Linked DNA regions of Oryctolagus cuniculus: region 2 is linked to region 1. A link is a contact called in public Hi-C data. All regions are on one chromosome and are shown on one strand. Each heading gives the region's core, a stretch centred on a gene start, on an enhancer-like site or on the middle of the called end of the contact. The rest is flanking DNA. Distances are from core to core; before and after follow the strand shown. Region 1 has its middle 43 kb from the start of EGFLAM. Region 2 has its middle 37 kb from the start of OSMR.

Region 1 (7,225 bases), core at 3,041-5,540:
TATTTATTTATTTGAAAAGCAGAGTTAGAGAAACAGAGGGGGATACAGAGAGATTTCTTCACCTGCTGGTTCACCCTCCAAATGGCTGCATGGCTGGAGCTGGGCCAGGCCAAGGCCAGGAATGAGGAGCTTCATCCAGGTCTCCCATGTGGGTGCAGGAGCCCAAGTACTTGGGCCATCTTCTACTGCTTTCCCAGGCACATTAGCAGAGAGCTGGATCAGAAGTGGGGCTGCCAGGACTTGAACTGACTTCTCATCTATGTGGGAGACCCAGATGGAGTCCCTGGCTCCAGCTTTTGCCTGACTCAGTTCTGGTTGTCGCAGCCATTTGGGGAGTGAACCAGCGATGGAAGCTCTTTCTCTTTGTCTCTGTTTCTCTGGAACTCTGCCTTTCAAATAAATAAATAAATCTCTAAAATATAATAAAACTACCCAGTTCCTAAAATCAACCAATGGAATGGTGGTTTCTGGGAGATGAGGGGAGATGGAGGCTCACTGACCAAAAGGCACCAGGTCTCAGTCAAGCAAGATGAGTTCTTAAGACCTGTCCTCCCTCCAACACTGTGTCTACATTAACAGTGACACATCATGCAAACAAAAATGTATGAGGAAGGTAGATCTCATGGCCAGGGTTCTTAGCACGATTCTTTCTGGAAATAATTTCCTGGAGATAGAGGTGGCTCTGAACTTCTGGGCACAGCAAGACTGCAGCTCCTCCACTAGCACATTCCACTCTCAGAGTTTAACCCTGCAGACCACGCGTGTTCCATGGTGACCCTGGCTATAGCTGGCTGGGAGGTACACATCCATTCTCTCTCCCTCTCCCTCTCCCTCTCCCTCTCCCTCTCCCTCTCCCTCTCCCTCTCCCTCTCCCTCTCCCTCTCCCTCTTCTCTCTCTCTGTCCCTTTCCTCCTCCCCTTCCCTGCCTCCCCCTTCTGATTCCCCTCTCCCTACATGGAGTGTGTGTGTGTGTATTCACAAAACCACCTGTGTATGCTGATGAAATATCAGAACACAACATCTTATCTTGCAATGCATCCATGAACTTCACTTTTCTTTTTTAAAGATTTATTTATTTATTTGAAAGGCAGAGTTAGAGACAGAGAGAGAGAGAGAGACAGATAGAGACAGATCTTCCATTTGCTAGCTCACTCCCAAATGGCCACAATGGCCAAGGCTGGGCCAGGCTGAAGCCAGGAGCCTGGAACTCCATCTGGGTCTCCCATGTGGGTGCAGGGACCCAAGCAGTTGGCCCATCATCAGTTGCTTTCCCAGGTGCATGAGCAGACAGCAGGATTGGAAGTGGAGTAGCCAGGGGTTGAACAGTTGCTCACAGAGGACGCCAGCATTGCAGGCGGTAGCTTGTCTCACTTTACTACAATACTGGTGCAAGATCACTTTTGGATTTTCAGCCACTTGGAATATTTGTGTCATATCCTTTAGCCCTGGTGATGAAGAGCTGCTTATATTCTGGGTTCTGGGATAAACACACACCTCTCACAAAAGTCATAGTGCAGACTGGTGAAAAGAATTGATTCTGCACCCACCTTTTCCTCACTACCTCCCCAACAATGCTACTCCAGTAGTCCTTCCAGTGCTTTGGAACTTTGCTTTAGAAATAACAGAATATTCATGGTGATCTCTGCTTTCATTCTCCTGTTGTTCACCCTCTGTCTTTTCTGTCTGATGCCAAGTGTCTGGGGAATTAGGTTAAATCCTGGAAAGCTCTAAGCGGGGCCAAGTTGCCTTTAGTTACTCTCGGGCCAGTGCTCTCCTAGGTTTCAGGTGCCAACAGCAAAGGCAAGGGTCAACCAAGGGAAGGTTCTTTGTTCCGGGCCTCCTCAAGCTTCCCATTGGCCAATGTCTCCCCAGGAAAGAATACTCTGGCCACTGGATGGGCCCACAAATGCTCCCTGGCCAAATTCTTGATGCCTGTTTTTATATAGGAAGCTTCAGTGGAATCCAGGCATGCCCACGTGCCTATGTAATGTCTGCAGCTGAGTTTCGCTCCAGCAGCAGGGTCGAGTGCCTGAGAGAGAAAGCACATGGTCCGCAAAGCCTGAAATACTTCCCGGTCCTTCACGGAGCGCGCTTGCTGCCTCCTGCGCTCGCTGGAAACAAAGGAGAACCCTGTGGTCTTCTGGCTGAAGGCTGTGGTCCAAGTCCTTTCTTACACGTGAAGGTGGATGGGGAGAAAGGGACCCCGGTCATTTTTAAATTATTTATTTATTTTCATTAGATTTGAAAGGCAGAGAGATGGAAACAGACAAAACGGAGATCTCCTGTGTCCCAGTTCACTCTGGGAACACACGCACGGGTCAGGAGCCCAGAACTCCACCTCTCAGGGGGCGCAGGAACCCAAGCACCTGGGCCACCCCCTGCTGCCTCTCAGGGTATGCATTAGTGGGGAGCTGGATGCAGAAGCAGAACTTGGGCTCAGCGCAGGCAGTGTGATATGGAATTTAACCACAGTTGACTAATGCCTACCTCAAGAATTCCAGTATCAGATTCAATAAACATACGTTCTCAGCTCTGTTCTCTTCCTTGTTAGCTGGGTGATCTTTGGTAGTCATTACTCGTCTCTAGATCTGCCTTCCCACGTGCAATAGCACTAATAGCAGTCGTAGTTCTTGGCAATGCCAGGCTCTGGTCTCCGCGTTTTACTGTTAAATGATACTGTTAGATATTCGGAGCTAATCATTCGCACTATTCCCAAATATGATCATTCAGCCCTTGCAGGCACATGCTACGTGTGCACACCCACTTGTAGGCAACAGTGGCAGTGGGGTCTCTGTGAATACCATGTTGGAGGCAGTGACAGATGATACCTCTGACCAGACTTGAATAGGCTACGCCCATATCCCCACATTCTCTTTGCTCACTGCTCCCTCTACTGTGGCAACCAGAATGTCCCAGAAAGAGAATATTCTGTCTGCTGAGTCTCAGAGTGTGGGCAAGGCAGAAGGAATGCCTGGCTGAAACCCCATGAAGCATAACCATTTAACATTCACTTTTAAAAATTTGGACTGTTTATTACTGAAATGTCAACTAGCATATCCTAATAAGGCATCCACCAAGATCCTGTCCTAGTAAAATCCTAGATTTTTTTAAACACAAGGACCTCTTCTTCCACAGGGAGAAGAACTTCATTGTTTTTATTCCTAAGAAGAAGTTACACCATACAGAGAAGACGTGATGGGTGACTGTGGTGGCCATATGTAGGCTGTCTAGTTAGGAGACCGGGAGGGGTCAGGAGAGGTGCCAGGTCCTTTTAGATAAATATATAGTTTTTAGGCTAAAAATCTATTTACTTCTAAGAAAAGCAGAGAGTCATCTCCCATGTGCTATTTCACTCCCCAAACGCCTACAACAGCCAGGGCTGGGCTAGGGCAAGCCAGGAGGAGCCCCGAAGTCAAGCCTGGTCTTCCATGGGGAGCGTCAGGGGCCCAAGCGCTCGGGCCACCATCTGCTGCCTTCTAGAGTGCACATGAGCCGGGAGCTCAACTGGGACTTGAACCCGGGCAGCCCAGCATGGGATTCGGGTATCCTAAGGGTCACCTCCTCCACTGTGACAAACGCCGACTCCACAGCGTCTTTCTGAGTGAGGGTGCTAACAATCCAGTTTGCTCTGTTATTTCACTTACAATTTCAGACAAAACTATGTCCAAATATCTACTGTTGGGGCCACTTTAAAATTCTATCCCTTCGCATTCCTTTAAGTTAAAGTTCTAAAGGCTCTAATTAAAATGTTTGTGCTTGCACATCCATGTGCATGTGTGGTTTCAGGTAGGGTAGTCTATGAAGTCTCTCTCTCTCTCTCTCTCTCTCTCTCACACACACACACACACACACACACACACTCAATACATCCAGTTTTATGCCCTGGAAGGTAAATGAATTGGGCCTAACAGATGCACCTTTGGGAAAGGCATTTGGGGGGAGGGTCATACGCAGATCTTCTTTGGAGTCACAGAACCCCAGACAGCCAGGATTCAAGGAGAGGAGTGAGGACTGAATGAAGGGAGGGAAGAGGAGGCACAGGGATGAATGCTCTTCCCTTAACAGAATTTTAAATAAATAAATCATTCCAGGGTGGATGTGAGTTTTAAGCTTAAGAAGTAACAGAAAGGGGTTGGACATATCATCATGTTTTCAATAACAAAGAACTTCAGTGTTGCACGAATTAAGGAAAAGCGTTGGAAGCAATTTTAGTAGCAAGCCTGATGTGTGTCTCCACCAGCCATACTTCTCTCTGTTCCATTTTTAGTTAGAATATTCACAGAATGTGTTTTTCAATTTAGAGTGCAGAACTTCTGGTGTGGAACAGAGTCCTCTGTCTCACAGAAGCAAAATTTCGCTGCAAACAGGCATTGGATAGAATTATTTGAAAGCAGGATATCATTTTGCATTGTTCCAAAATGGGCAACTGGTGTCTGTTTTAGGATGGGCCAAGAGTCATTCTAAGGTGTGGGTGGCCTTTTGTGTGGCCAGCAAAGCCAAAACCCAGTGACAGCCACATTGGAGGGCCTTGTGTCTGAGCAGTGGTGAGCCCCGTGACCACGTGAGGTGCCAGTCCTGCCACCCACAGTGACAACAAGCCTGTACTGAGCTCTGCACCAGACCCACCATTCTCCTTCAAGAACGGTGGCCACCATGCTACCATGGTGTACAGCTCCCAAGGCGCTATCCACCCCTAGTAAGGGCTGCCGGGCCATTCCTATAGAATTCAGCATGCCTGCAACCCTGGAATTTGTGCAAAGTGGAGTCTTTCGTGGTCTCTAAGCCTAAATGAACATCTCACCTCCCATGTCATGGAGACTGACAAAGGCCTGAGCCAAACCTCCAAAACGAAATCTGTGGCCAAGGCAGTGCGGGGAGCGGGAGCTCACGAGAAGCCGAGCCAGTGAAAGGAGATGCAGCAGGACTTCGAATTCATGCCATGTGGCAGAGACAAAGGATTTTGACCTAAACTGGCTATGGAAAGTGTCAAGCAGGGAAGGCATTTGACTGAGTGGCTAGGACACTGCTGGGATGCCTGCCTTCCCTATCGGAGTGCCTGGTTTCAGTCCTGGCTCTGCTTCTGAGTCCAGCTTCCTGCCACTGTGTACCCTGAGAGGCAGCAGGTGATGGCTCAAGTACTTGGGCCCCTGCCACTCACATTAGAGACTTGGATGGAATTCTGGGCTCCTCGCTTCCGCCTGGCTCAGACCTGGCTGCTGTAAGCATTTGGGGAGTGAACCAGCGGATGGAAGATCTCTCTATCTCTCTCTTTTTATCTCAATCTCTTTCTCTCTCTCTCTCTCCTTGTCTTTCCACCTTTCAAACATAAGAAAAAAAAATAAGAATTCTTGTTTAAGAAATGTCAAGATATCACCCGCTCTTGGGCAGAGCCAGGTAAGGAGGGTAATCTTCCTGAGAAAAGTCACTGGAGTCAGGACAGTATATTTCATAGTGCCCCAAGAAATAGGACATCTGGTCAACATACTACAGGAGTTTAGATGGATAGTGTGTTGTGTGCTAGATGATGCTATTTATTCCACTGTGCTTTTCTTTTCTTTGACTCTGACCATGTTGCTTTTATAATCACGGTCTCAGCTCAGGTGGTGTTAACCAATTGCTATAGGCTGAGTGGCTTAGACAACAGAACTTCACTTCTTACCATCCTGGCGTCTGGGATTCCACAATCAGGCCACTGGCATGACTGGGTTCTTGGTGAAGGCCCCCTCGTGACTGATAGATGACTATCATCCTGTTGTGTCCTCACAGGCTGGCCAACAGAGAGAGGCAAGAAGCTTCTTTCTTTTTTTTTTTTTTAAGATTTTATTTATTTATTTGAGAGGTAAAGTTACAGACAGTGAGAGGGAGAGAGAGAGAGAAAGGTCTTCCTTCCATTGGTTCACTCCCTAGACAGCTGCAATGGCCGGAGCTGCACCGATCCGAAGCCAGGAGCCAGGTGCCTCCTTTCAGTCTCCCATGTGGGTGCAGGGACCCAAGCACCTGGGCCATCTTCCCCTGCTTTCCCATTCCACAGCAGAGAGCTGGATCAGAAAAGGGGCAGCCAGGACAAGAACTGGTGCCCACACGGGATGTTGGTGCCGCAGGTGGAGGATTAACTGAATGCACCACAGCACCGGCGTTGGACCCCCTTCTGGTCTTTCTTTATATGGGCACTAATCCGATTCTGGAGACCAGCCTGGTGATGTAAGTACCTCTCAAAGGCACCACTTCCCAATGCCAGCAAAAGGATTCTAGATAGGAATTCTGGGAAAAAGGCAGGTAGGCAAAGGGATGCACAAACATTCAGTCCATAATAATCCAAGAAGGCAGGGGCTGGTGCTGTGGCCTGAAGCAATGGCATCCCATATGGGCGCTGGCTCAAGTCCTAGCTGCTCCTCTTTCGATACAGTTCTCTGCTATGGCCTGGGAAAGCAGTGGATGATGGACCAAGTCCTTGGGCCCCTGCACCCACGTGGGAGACCCAGAGGAGGCTCCTGGCTCCTGGCTTCGGATCAACGCAGCTCTGGCCATTGCAGCCATCTGGGGAGTGAACCAACGGATGGAAGGAGACCTCTCTCTCTGTCTCTACCTCTCTCTGTAAGTCTGTCTTAAAAAAAAGAAAAAGAAAAAGAAATTGAGAGCATGCAACATTTAATGTATCAAAAGCATATTAAACCTCGGGCCGGCGCCGCGGCTCACTAGGCTAATCCTCCGCCTAGCGGCGCCGGCACACCGGGTTCTAGTCCCGGTCGGGGCGCCGGATTCTGTCCCGGTTGCCCCTCTTCCAGGCCAGCCCTCTGCTGTGGCCCGGGAGGCAGTGGAGGATGGCCCAGGTGCTTGGGCCCTGCACCCCATGGGAGACCAGGAAAAGCACCTGGCTCCTGGCTCCTGCCATCGGATCAGCGCGGTGCGCCGGCCGCAGCGCGCCGGCCGCGGCGGCCATTGGAGGGTGAACCAACGGCAAAGGAAGACCTTTCTCTCTGTCTCTCTCTCTCACTGTCCACTCTGCCTGTCAAAAAATAAAAAATAAAAAAAAAAAAAAAAAAAAAAGCATATTAAACCTCAAAATAAAAGCACACAACCTTTCAAAAAATAAATCAAAGAAGGCAATAGTATTTCTTTTTGACAAGATTAAACCTGTGATAGCATAAATATACACCATGAATATCCTATTAATTACATTGAGTTATGGTAATGACAATAATCATCCATCAATACAATCATAGCT
Region 2 (7,146 bases), core at 509-3,008, 560 kb after region 1:
TTCCTTGTACATCATTCTTATATTCTGTCCCTTCTATCAACTTTCTGGGATATAAGGGGTACTTCAGAATGTCCACAGAAAAGTAGAATTTAAAAACAAGCTTATTTTGGTACAGGAAAATTAGAAATTTGTAAATAGTTTTTTCTTAATAAACGTTTTCCATGAACTCTTCGAAGACCCTGTCATATGATCTGACTTGCAGGGTTACTGGCAGTTTCTGTTCCTGGCTCACGAGCTGTGCAAGCTTGTGAATCATGCAGCTTTGCACCTGCAATACATGCAGATGGACTTGCACCTGCCTGAGGCTCCTCTTCAGTCCCTTGTCCTCACAAGGACCCATGGCCACTGGCAGCGTGGCCCCTAGGCGTGAAATGGATTTCAGGGAAGGATGGATGGGATAGCAATGAGTCCTAAGCCAAACTGGGGCCCCTGGGCAGATATGTGCATGCTCACAGAGATACTGGGATGCTGCATGAATCCCAGTTTCTCCTGGGCATGCAGGGGATCCATTGGCAGTCACAGGTTTGGAGCCAAACAGTGCAGGTGTAAAGAAGCTGTGGTCTCAGCAAGAGGCCAGGTAAGAGAGGTCAGCTCCATTCTGTTGTCTCCTCTTGCTCCAAGCTGTCCACCCTAGCCCCGCCCACCCTTGACTGGCTCCTCCCTGGGAGGATTCTCTCTGAGCAGTGCCATTTTGCAGTGGATCTGCCCTCCAACTTTTCAGTGAAAGTCTTTGCATCACCTTTGTATTTTAAGGAGAGTCTAATGCCTTGAGGCAAAGAAGGCAGTGTTTGGGGAGCTCCAGGCCTCTGGCAGGAAGGGAAAGGGATCCTCTAAGTCAAGAAGTCCCTTGGGGTCCTCCAGACCACACAGGGCTTCTGGGCTCTGTGCCACCCCCCTCCCTACAACCAAGCCTCCCATTCCTGCACAGCAAGCTGGCTCTGAGAGCTGTGGGGATGGAGAAAAGCTGTCCCAGTCCCTGTCAAGGCTGCGAAGCATCTGGAAACTCAGGGAAAGACAAGGGGTGGGATTTCCCTACACGCTGGCCTTGTTCTGGGGACTGGGAGGGGGTTGGTGCAAACCTTTGAATTATTGTTCCTTTCTTTCATTCAATGTGGGCTTGGACCTTCCTCTAAAAATTCTTGAGCAACATTAGGAGACTCACACAGGCAGAAATACAACACTTAGGAACAAGTTCAAAATCCACCAGAATTTCTCTCAAGAATACCAAGCCATGGGGCAGCCACTGGGCCTGGTGGTTAAGATGCCCACATCATGTGTCCCAGTACCTGGGTTTGAGTCCTGACTCCAGCTCCCAATTCCAGCTTTCACCCTGTGACCCACGGTGGTGGCTCTAATAGTTGGGTGCCTGCTACTCACATGGGAGACCTGGATAGAGTCCAGGGCTCCCAGCTTTGGCCTGGGCTCCCAGTCCTGTTGCAGGCATTTGGGGAGGGAGTGAAAGAGTGGAAGGGAATGCTCGCTCTCTCTGTCTCTCTATCAAATAAATAAATGCAAATTTTAAAAAGTAAAGAAAGAATAGCTAAAACACACAGCCACAGCCAGCCATGAACTATCATGAAGGGGGCTCACAGGGAGGCAGAACAGCGCCTACGGAGACAAAGGCCAGGTTCTTGGCAAACAGATCCCACCTCCTTCAGCCCCTCCGCTGATCACTCTTGAAGGGATCTGAGAGAGGGAAGTCTTCCTCCTCTTAACGCCTGACCTCACACAGAGGCAGCCACCGGAGCCGAGGCGGACCCATGCTTTAGCCTACAGCGCCACCTAGCAAAACCAGAGGGTACACACACGTAAGAAGCTGGGAGGGCTTGGGTTTGCCTTGCTTTTGTTTTCCACAACCAGAAAAGGGAGTTTCCATTTCATTCACAGAGTTCTGGGAAAAGGAGTTTGTATAAAACCGTCCTTGCTCATGATGGAAAACATTTATTCAAATCTAATGAGATAATTTGGCCCAAAGGCTGTAGTAATCAAAACTTACGGGGACAAGCATTTAGTTCTCTAATTTTTTTTTCTAGTAACATCTGTGATGATGCAGTTTTGGCTTCAAGAAGAACTGGACACTACCTTAAGTTTTTTTTTTTTTTTTTTTTTTTGTTTTTGTTTTTGTTTTTGTTTTTGACAGGCAGAGTGGACAGTGAGAGAGAGAGAGACAGAGAGAAAGGTCTTCCTTTTGCCGTTGGTTCACCCTCCAATGGCTGCCGCGGCCGGCGCGCTGCGGCCGGCGCACCGCGCTGATCCGATGGCAGGAGCCAGGAGCCAGGTGCTTTTCCTGGTCTCCCATGGGGTGCAGGGCCCAAGCACCTGGGCCATCCTCCACTGCACTCCCTGGCCACAGCAGAGGGCTGGCCTGGAAGAGGGGCAACCGGGACAGAATCCGGCGCCCCGACCGGGACTAGAACCCGGTGTGCCGGCGCCGCTAGGCGGAGGATTAGCCTAGTGAGCCGCGGCGCCGGCCAACCTTAAGTTTAAAATGTTGAGACCAACAAGGAGATACTGTTTCCTGTCTTGTCTTTCTTTCCCCTTCCCAGGTTAGAGGTACCTCAGGAAGATGACAGTAAATAGTCACAAATGCTCCAAGAACACGATTCTACACACAAAAGTACGTATAGTTGAGACAACGGACACCCTGATCACTTTAGGATGTCTCTCTGCCCTTTGGGGATCAGGAAAATGAGATTCGGCTCTCCCCATTCCCATATACCCAGCTCCATGAGGAGACATTGGATGCATGGCCAGAAACTGCAGCCCGCCCTGAACATAAGAGAGGCCCTGTCTAGAGAGCCCAAGCACCCTTCCCATCGGACATGCACACATCTCCGTGGAAAACAGACTCGGGGATGCTTCCCGGTGAAAGCTGTCATGACCACATCGGGGAGAGGCAGACTTTGCCAGTGAAGGGGCTTGGAGAAAGCAAAAGCTGTAGACGTGGGATCTGGAGCCACGCCTGGGTTGAACACTTGCTTCCCTGCTCTCTAAGCCCCAGGTATCTCAGTCCTTTCTGCAGTGAGCATAATTCTAGAATCCAGTACCTATTTCACAGGGTTTCCTAGAGACTAAATGAGATCAACCATGGAAGGCCTACCACAGGGAGGCATTTAGTGTTAGTACAACAAATCGTGCCTGTGTAGCAGCTTCCAATGGTAATTTCTTTGAGATATCCCAACACCGGCAGCCAAGACAGGGGGAGGCATACGGCTTTGGAATAAAAATAACAAAATGAAATGAAATAATTGGGGCCAGCACTGTGGCGCAGCAGATTAAAGCTCCAGCCTGCAGTGCCAGCATCCCGTATGGGCGCCAGTTCAAGTCCCGGCTGCTCCACTTCCGATCCAGCACTCTGCTATGCCCTGGGAAAGCAGTAGAAGATGGCCCAAGTCCTTGGGCCCCTGTACCCACATGAGAGACCTGGAGGAAGCTCCTGGTTCCTAGCTTCTGATCAGCTCAGCTCTGGCCGTTGCAGTCATTTGGGGAGTGAACCAGTGGAATGGAAGACCTCTCTCTCTCTCTCTCTCTCTCTGGCTCTACCTCTCTCTGTAACTCGTTCAAATAAATAAAATAAATCTTTAATAAAATAATTGCTTTCAGGAAGAAGCATACAAAAAAGGCTTGAAGATGACTTCTCTAACTCAAACGGCTGCTCCATTGATGCCCTTGATCATTGACCTTCAGGGCTCAGGAGGGTTTCTCTGCACCAGCCATTTCAATCCTTTCCAAAACTCCAGCCATCCCTGGTTGATTCAGCGAACCTTCCCAGGGTCTGATGGCAGTAGGCTTTACTCACTTTTCATCTGTTAGATTTAAATTCTTTATTGAGTGCAAGAATCCTGCCTGGCCACTCTACATCCTACCAAGCAACTAGAAACTGTTACACAATAGAGAATTTGAAAAGCGGCACCCTTCCTGTATCATATTAATGTAGTCAAGAGTCTGATATTATTAGCCGACTGAATTGACACTACAGTCAGAGGCAAACAAGCCTTGACTTTTGGAGCCTATCTCCAGGGTCAGTCTCTGTGTATTGCCATTGAGTCTGGTCCATGACAGTCTTCAACCAATGCCTCACAAGTATCAAGTTACAATACACCATTATGAACAGCCCATTTTGCAGAAAGTGGCCAACAGATGCCTTTTTCAATCACCTTAAGAATTTACCAGAAACATGAGTAGTGCCAGTAAAACATTTTACCCTTAGAAGACAGGATACATATCGACATAAGAGACTTTAAGACTTGACATCCAAGTGCGTTGCTCCTTTGAACTTCACGGAGATAAATGAGGTTGGGCTCAAGCACTGGTACTAGCACAATTGGCTGCACAGATTTCATATTTCTGGCATCTTCAGACTCCACGTGGCATTTTTATTCAAACTGAACCTGCAAAAAAATTAGGAGTATTAATTTGAGCTAAGAGCAGAATAGTCTATACAATTGCTATTTTTCTGCTTATCTTGCATGTAATACTTGTATGATCACACATTCTCATTTGAATTGAATCTAGAGCTCTTAGTTTGAAAAATTACAAATTCATTATAGAAAGACCTGAATAATTACATTAATAATGTAGGGCTTTTTAAAAATTATTCATTTATTTATTTGAAACAGAGAAGAATGTCTTCTACCTGTTGATTCACTCCTCAAATGCCTCCAATGCGAAGGCTGGGTCTGGCTGAAGCCAGGAGTCAGGAACTCCACCTGAGTCTCCAGCATGGGTGGCAGGGGCCAAGAGACTGGGCCATCACTTGCTGCCTTCTCAGACACACTCGGGGAGCTGGATGGGAAATGGAGTAGGCAGGACTTGAACTGGCACTCTGATATGGGATGTGGACATACCAAGCGGCAGTTAACCAATTGCACCACAATGCTTGCACTGATAAAATGCCTTCTTACTGTTCATTATGTAGCATCTGCTTCCAGATGTGGCTGTGATGTCTTGTGCTAGACATACCCAGAAATACAATCATCATTGGGTTTCATGGGTGTGCTCGTATTACAGTAACAGAATCCCTGGGTTCATCTGACTTAGGGAACAACTATTTCTAAGTGAAAACTCAGAACGTGGGAATTTGAGAGCAGAATCTACCGCTGTGTCATTGTCAGATGTGCCATACTGGACTGAGAAAGAAGCCCACTCCTACCTCTGATATGCTGCAGTGACCTGATCGAGTGCATTGCTGTACAGTTGATCTGATTGGGTGCAAAGCATGGTCAAGTACGTATGCACATATGCTTGAAGACACATGACTTCACATATTCATAATTCTTATGGACTTCAGGAGAAACTTGGCAAACTGACTCTTAAATGTGTATCAAGGACAGATGAGGGTGAGAAAGAGATGAGACACTGAAAAGAAGAACCACATGGGAGACCCTGTCTTCCAGAAACTAAAATTTCTCTTGGGCTGTACCAATTAAAACAGTGTGATGGTTAGAAAAACGTACAGATGGATCAGTGCATCTAAACACAGAACCTAAAAGCACACCTACGCATGCATAGAAATCGGCCTTTTTTTATTTTCATTTTTTCCTAGAACTGGATTTGCAGGTATCTAGGGGAAAACATGAACTTTTTCCATTTGTAGTTATGGGGAAACGGATTACCCATATGTTAAAAAAATTGAACTTTTCTTTGAACAACACTATCTGTTATAAAGGAAATTATTCTTAAAATGTGGTCAACCATATCAAATTAAGAGTTTATGTTTCTTCAAACACACATAAGAAAAATCTAAAAATAAGTCAGAAGCTGGGAGAAGATACTCATAACATGTAGGACTAATTTCCAGAATATACAAAGTGCTCCACAGCGCAATAAGAAAAAAATAAACAAAGCAACTGTGAAAGGGGCAGAAGTATTCAACATGTAATTCACAGAAGAAAACAATGGTCAAAAATACATGGGAAATGCTCAGTATTGTTAGAAAATAGGAAAAGACAAATGAGAACCATGAGGGCCGGATAACATGTTACACTCACCGTACACCCGTGCAGTAAGAATCCTGAGAATACCCGATGTTACTGAGAAGGCACAGCAATAGTTACAACACATGAGAAAATAATTTGGCATCATCTAGTAAATTCAGAAAGTGGCTGAACTGTGTGACCCAGTCATTGCACCCCTAGGTGCATTCCTTAGAGAACCTTGCATTGTGTAGGAGAGATGCACAAGAATGTTTATAGAGCACTGTTTGTGACTGGGGGAGGGGGGCAAACCAGACCAAATGTTGATCAGCAATAGAATAGATAAATAAATTGTGGTGTATTCCCAATGACTAAATCAAACAGCTACACACGACATGGATGGGGTTCGGGAAGGAAGTGCTGCATAAAACAGTATGCAAATGACTTCATTTACATAATATTCTTGCACTTAGCAAGACTAAACAATATATTCTTTGGGGATGTAAACATGAAGTAAAAACCACAGAGCAGAGCAAAGTGATGATGAAGACAGAACTCAGAGAAGTTAGCTCTGATGGGAAGGGCGGCAAGGGGCTGGGAAGGAGCACTCGAAGTTTTTCAAAACAAAGATACTGCCGGGTCCAGCATCAAGCACCAGTTCAGGTCCCAGCTGCTCCACTTCCAGTCCCACTGCCCGCTAATGTGTGTGGGAAAGGAGTGGAAGACGGCCCACGCTCCCAGCCCTGGCAGTTGCAGCCGTTTGAGGAGTGACCCAGCGGATAGAAGACTCCTTCTCGGTCTCATCCTCTCTGTCACTCTCCCTTTCAAATAGATAAAAATATATTTAAAAAAATAAAAGATACTGCATCTTTCTTAGAGCAGGAGACTGGTATCAGATATTTGTTCTGTTCTTGCTCTTAAGCCCTCCAACTATTTTAAACTTTGTTTATGAAACAATTGTATGCTTCTTCAGAAATTTCCAAACGGACGGATGAGTTCCATAATGTGTGCCCTTCATTTGGTTTCCCCAATGACATGGTCTCACACAAGGACAGCTCAGTGGCCCAGACCAGGAAATTGACAGGGAACAGAGCTGCAGTTCTGATTCAGATTCCGCTAGTTCTCACATGCACAGCTTCCCGGCATTTGCACCTCATTCCCTGTTTTATCACCGACTCCTGTGATTGCGGCCGCCATCTGAATACAGAACTGGTCCCTCACCCTATACATA

The links. A called contact is a pair of places that touch in the nucleus more often than the background predicts.
Region 2: a contact with region 1 is called in a Hi-C map of an unstated tissue, with 6 times the contacts expected there. The contact joins two enhancer-like sites. A contact is called at or near these places in 3 of 6 Hi-C or Micro-C datasets (ear pinna, skin fibroblasts and an unstated tissue).

The regions. Positions count from the first base shown.
Region 1 is chr14:63,645,146-63,652,370 of mOryCun1.1, forward strand. No RefSeq gene overlaps it. Among named protein-coding and RNA genes, the nearest start is that of EGFLAM, 43 kb to the right of the region's middle. Within about 2 kb of position 4,291, at least 2 of the 8 cell types and tissues checked have an H3K27ac peak or open chromatin away from gene starts, as enhancers often do.
Region 2 is chr14:64,209,868-64,217,013 of mOryCun1.1, forward strand. No RefSeq gene overlaps it. Among named protein-coding and RNA genes, the nearest start is that of OSMR, 37 kb to the right of the region's middle. Within about 2 kb of position 1,759, at least 4 of the 8 cell types and tissues checked have an H3K27ac peak or open chromatin away from gene starts, as enhancers often do.